2 separate regions of the Triticum aestivum genome follow, and region 2 is linked to region 1. Evidence: chromatin contacts called from public Hi-C data. All regions are on one chromosome and are shown on one strand. The core of a region is the stretch at or near the end of the contact, and the rest is flanking DNA. Distances in the headings are between cores, read along the strand shown. Region 1 holds the start of LOC123077840 (3-methyl-2-oxobutanoate hydroxymethyltransferase 1, mitochondrial). Region 2 holds the start of LOC123077841 (late embryogenesis abundant protein Lea14-A).

Region 1 (2,893 bases), core at 197-2,696:
CCCACTTCCAACTGAAATCAGTTCATTGGCCCCTTTATTTTGCTAAACGTTTACACCCGGCGCGTCGGCCGAACTTTCCGCCGAACACGCACAGGACGTTCAATCGGCTGCATTATGTGGCCAGAAGCTAGCGCGTGCCCATCTTATGCCTTTGCTTCTTTCTACGTTGACTTCCTCTTCCCCCGCTGCTACCCCCCCCCCCCCCCCCGGCGCGCGCTGGCCGCCGGCAAGCTGCTACCACACGTGGGCGGAGGATGAGCCAGAGTGCACGCCGGCGAGCTGCTACCACACATGGCCGGAGTAAGAGACGGAATCCGCGCCGGCGAGATGCTCCCCGCACAGATGCAAACATCTGGCCAAGCCGCAACCACCGAGAGCTTCGTGCATGGCCGTGTTATGGTGGCGAGACGAGCGGCGCGTCAGTGGAGCTGAACGACGGACGATGAGCCCGATTAATGGTGCAGTGGTGGAGCGCGGTGGGGACACCATGACAATATTGCAACCATCATCACGATTTGCTAGAACCGGCGTCGTATTTTGCTGGAACCAGAGACCGCGGTTGCTGGAAGCACCCCCATCACAAAATCGATGAAATGCTACGACCAGCTTGGTGATTTGCTGGAACCGGCTTTCCTCCCTCAATGGTGACCATGGTGACCACGGGGAATGTTACAACCACATCCTTTTTTGCTACAACCACATCCTGTTTTTGCTACCACCGGCGACTTTTTTGCTACATGCGTGGCAGACGACGGGCACGGATGCTTCAACCTGATATGGAGAAAAGCTTCAACTCACCTAGGAGAAGTTACAACCGGTGGCCGAAAAAGCTTCAACAGGCATAGTGGAAAAAGCTTCAACCCCCATGAAAAAGCTTCACCCGTGGAAGAATGCTTCAACCGGCGTAGGAAATGATTCAACCGGCATAGGAAATGCTTCAACCAGAGGTTAAAAAAGCTTCAACCGGGGACGAGTCCGTGGGCGCACGAGCGGCGACAGCGACGAGCGGCGACGGAGAGGGAGAGGACGGGGGTGCTGCGACGGCGAGGGAAAGGGCGTGGATGCTTCCTATTCTCGCCGGAGCACACGCACGCGGTGGCTGGGGCAGGGACACATCGCGCCGAATGAATCTGAAGCGTGGAGAGGGAGGAAGAAGATGATATGACGTGGGAGGAGGGGGGATCGGACGGCTCGGCTCCTGCCTGCTAGATCGCACGGCTGCAGGCTGACCGGGCCAAACTTCCGGCGCGTATCACTGCCCTTTTATTTTTACAGTAGTAATTTCCCCTGGCAAAACACAGTACTATATGAATATAGTTTCTAAATATATATTTTTTGTCACGTATATTTAGATAGTTAAATTGTCGTTCTAAAACTACGCGAATGACTTATTCACGTGGTAGAACGCAAACCCTTGCACACGCACTCACAACCTACCAACCCCGCCCCCCAAAATTCTCATTCTCAGTATCCAAAGACTCCCGTCGCTCTCGTGTCGCACCAACCAACCACACTCGAACGCCGCCGCTTCGCACGATGGCGACGGGGCACGCCTTCCGGCGCCTGGCGCGGCGGATGCTGAGCAACGTGCCGGAGTCGACCGTCTATGGGGGCCCGCGGCCGCAGGAGGCGGCGGCGGCGCGGCGCGTGACGGTGACGACCCTCCGCGGGAAGCACCGCCGGGGGGAGCCCATCACCGTCGTCACCGCCTACGACTACCCCTCCGCTGTCCACGTCGACTCCGCGGGGATCGACGTCTGCCTCGTCGGCGACTCCGCCGCCATGGTCGTCCACGGCCACGATACCACCCTCCCCATCTCCCTCGACGTCATGCTCGAGCACTGCCGCGCCGTGGCGCGAGGCGCGTCGCGGCCGCTCCTCGTCGGCGACCTCTCCTTCGGTTGCTACGAGTCCTCTTCCACGCAGGTAGTAGTTCCCCGCTGGCGTCCCTCCCATTCTCGTCCTCTCCGATTCGATCCGATGGAGATTGAAATTAAATTGCCGTAATGCCGCCCGTTAGCAATTGCTTCTTTGCCACTGCTGGTGTGGTAGGTGTGCCATGGTTTGCACTCCCCCTATTTACCTCTCCAGTTGCCATTTGCTATCGTCAGTAAGGAATTGCTATGCTTGCTCGTGTGACGGCACTAATTTTGCCAAGTCCCGTAGAATAGCGTTAGCTGTTCCCTGCTCTAAGGAGATTACCATTTTCCTTGATTGATTCCCTTCTGGTTTGTCACAACTCACAAAGCCTTTACCCTTGAGTTCAGAAAACTGATGGTGCAACCTTGATGTGCTAATAAAGTTCAATTGATCGTTGATATTGTTGTCACAATGATCTATCTGTAATTGTAGTTTTTAAGCTAAAAAGGAGGTTCAGACTCGGTTTTATTTCTTAGTTGCAAATGCAGCTACATCACTACATCTCAAAATATATAAAATGATAACCCAACTCATGAGCATGCTGAATACGATAGACATGAACATATGAGGCATATCATAGTGTATTGGTAATACGGTATCTAGATGTGTCAAATGGTATCTACAACTTCAGTGTATAAGAGCTAGGCATTTTGGGCTTGAGCTTTCATGTAATATACCTTTTCTTACAGGCTGTTGACTCTGCGGTGAGGGTGTTAAAAGAAGGTGGAATGGATGCAATCAAACTGGAAGGAGGAGCTCCATCTAGGATCAGTGCAGCTAAGGCTATTGTGGAGGCTGGAATTGCTGTCATGGGGCACGTTGGGCTTACGCCGCAGGCTATTAGTGTACTTGGTGGGTTTCGACCACAGGGAAAGACAGTTGATAGTGCTATAAAGGTGCCTAGTTTGTTTTTGCTGGCAATTTGGCTGTTAGCATGTATCATGACCTGTGTCTTGACATACATTTTGCTCCA
Region 2 (2,893 bases), core at 223-2,722, 350 kb before region 1:
GGTAGATTGACCGCCTCTCCCACCACTCGACCCACTTAAAATGACAATTTTGATGTGTCTAATTGTCGCAACCAAAAGGCCCACACATAACGGTTTCTACATATGCAACATTGTAACATTTTTGTCCAGATTATGACATGTGAAAGAACATCGCAACATTCAAAACACATCGATACAATATATATTTATTTGTAAAATAAAATATTAATTGACCACAACACATCTTTGAGAACAATTGTTTACAAGGTATGCAAACATAGAAGCCAACATTTGCAACAACACGGAATAGCTTGGCAACATGAACATAACACTTGTTATGGATGTCTAGATGCTTATAGTTGTTGTGGCATGTCGTTCACGTGTACAAGACAAAATAGTACATGCTTGCATGAAATACCCCTTGGAAGATAACTCTTATGTGGTCTAGTGGTAGGCAACTTGGCTGGAGCTGTCGTTGACCCGGGTTCAACGACTCATTCTCCTATCAGAATCACAGAGTGAGCTTCTTTCCCTCTATTCTCATTTTTTTTGTAACACCCTTTGGAATATTAAAAAATATTGATTTCGCTAACTTCTCACATCAATGATGGAGGCACAAAGCTCACCGATTCAGGCTCACATGCCCATGAATCTGTCTTTGTTGGAGGCATGCAACCCCTTTGCACTGGATGGGGAGATCGCGGCCTGATTCCCCGTAATCTCCTAGCCTTCCAGGAACTCAATGTTTGGGAGGACTTTAGTTTCGAGCTCCATCATCAGGTCATGACAACGAGCTCCGTGAGATCGATCTAGGTCAGAGAGGTAGTGGAGGAACGACATAACCGAAAGAATGACACATGATGGAAACAAATTAACATCGATCAATATGAGATGCGTGGGAAGGGGAAGAGGGCAGAAAGCGTGCACATGCCATGAGTAACGTGGAGCCAATGGCGTGAGTGCACCAATCCGACCGATGGAGCGTCATTGGTGATACAATCATTAGGGCTCATTCGTTTTGTAGGGATATTGAAAGATTTCTATAGGATTTTCTTTTGGCATAATTCTTTTTCTATGTATGGTAGTGAGATACTAGATTTCTTAGGATTGTCTGCATATTGACATATTTCCTAAGAAATAGCATTTGATAAGACTCATTTACTACTCCCTCTGCTCGCTTTTATGTAACGTTTTAGAAAGTTCAGATAGTGCCCACAACAGTTCAAAACTAGCTGTCTAAAATGCCTTATAAAAACAAACGGAGGGGGTAAATGTTTATGTCCTGGTTTTTTTTTTTTTTGCAACTTAAAAGACCCGAACGCTAGTCCTACTGCACAAGTCGGACCCTCCGTCCTTTCGATTCGGAACCGTGCCGACTTGCGGCCACCCGTCGCGCTCCTGGTGGTGGGCGTCTCCCCTGCCGACGCGCGCCTACCACGCATTCCGTCGACGTGTCTGCCGCGTAAACCCAACCTCGTGCCCTTTATATTCCAGGGATCTCGACGGAGCAAACCCATCAAGCTAGCAGCACGGCATTAAACTAATTTGACAGCGATCCCGATCCGTCATCACATCTCACACGAGACAGTCGTTCGATCCGTCCGTGGAGCAGCCATGGCGCAGCTGATGGACAAGGCCAAGGGGTTCGTGGCCGAGAAGATATCGGGGGTGCAGAAGCCGGAGGCGGACCTGTCGGACATGTCGGTGCAGCACGTTGGCCGCGACGGCGCCACCCTGTCCGGCCGCCTCGACGTGCGCAACCCCTACTCGCACACCATCCCCATCTGCGAGATCAGCTACTCCCTCAAGAGCGCCGGCCGCGACGTGGCCTCCGGGACCATGCCGGACCCGGGGTCGCTGGTGGCCAGCGACACCACCAGCCTCGACATACCGGTGAAGGTGCCGTACGACTTCCTGATGAGCCTGGTGAAGGACGCCGGCAAGGACTGGGACCTCGACTACGAGATGCGCGTCGGCCTCACCGTCGACCTCCCCATCGTCGGCAACTTCACGCTGCCGCTCACCAAGGCCGGCGAGCTCAAGCTCCCCACGCTCTCCGACCTGTTCTAAACTTACCGCCGCACCCAGCTAAGTAGGTTCGACCGTGCCGTACTAGCTGCTGCGCTCTCCATCGCCTGTACGGGTGATGGGTAGTACTGGGCTGGGCGAGCGGGACGATCGATCGCTGCCTAGCTCTGTTTTTACTTCGGATCGCGGTGTGGGTGTGCACGACGTAATAATGATGTATTGCGTGTTGTATTTCTAGACTTTTATACGTGAATAAAATAAACAGACGGGTTTACTGTACTCCACAGGCTGTCTCCGTTCATTGTTGGCTAGATGCATGTGATCTTTTCACCGCACGTGCAGTCTGAGTCGGGCACTCTTTTTTTTAGGGCTTCTGAGTCGAGCACTCGAGCAACCAGTGTTCACTGCTCAGTACATTGAGTGGTGGAGGAGGAGCGCTGGACCTGGAGAGGCCAACTGAGTCGTAGTTCATGACCTGAGGGAGTACTGTGATCAATGATAGTACAACATGTTAAAACTTCAGGGGAAATTAGTGGTGGAGTTAAGTTTACGTTCAGGGGTATCCTCGTTGTGTGCTTTGGCACAGAACCATGTATCAGTTGTGTGTCCAAGGGTTGTGTGTGTTCTGGCATTGGGAATTGTTGGCCCTTGTGCTTTTCTGTATTATGTGTGGGCTACTGCTCCTCTATTAGCAAATGAGTTTGCTGCTGCTTGTTCAACCGCTGTCTGCGTTGGGGCGACTGATGTTCTTGCTCACAGTGGCCTTGCTTCAGGCGACAGCGACGCGATGGAGGTGGCGAGGATGGCGAGGCCGACGGCGAGGACACACCGCCCCTCGCGGCTACTCCGGGGGCGTGTCGATGTCGAGCCCCCGACCGCTACTGGA

What was found. A called contact is a pair of places that touch in the nucleus more often than the background predicts.
Region 2: a contact with region 1 is called in a Hi-C map of leaf, with 6 times the contacts expected there. The contact joins the promoter of LOC123077841 here to the promoter of LOC123077840 in region 1. A contact is called at or near these places in 3 of 5 Hi-C or Micro-C datasets (all in leaf).

What each region holds. Positions count from the first base shown.
Region 1 is chr3D:127,526,005-127,528,897 of IWGSC CS RefSeq v2.1, reverse strand. LOC123077840 (3-methyl-2-oxobutanoate hydroxymethyltransferase 1, mitochondrial) reads left to right here and starts at 1,446. Exons shown (of 5, transcript XM_044500175.1): 1 at 1,446-1,926; 2 at 2,610-2,816. The coding sequence starts at 1,537.
Region 2 is chr3D:127,872,264-127,875,156 of IWGSC CS RefSeq v2.1, reverse strand. It overlaps LOC123077841 (late embryogenesis abundant protein Lea14-A), which reads left to right and starts at 1,472. Exons shown (of 1, transcript XM_044500176.1): 1 at 1,472-2,286. The coding sequence starts at 1,594. The coding sequence ends at 2,049.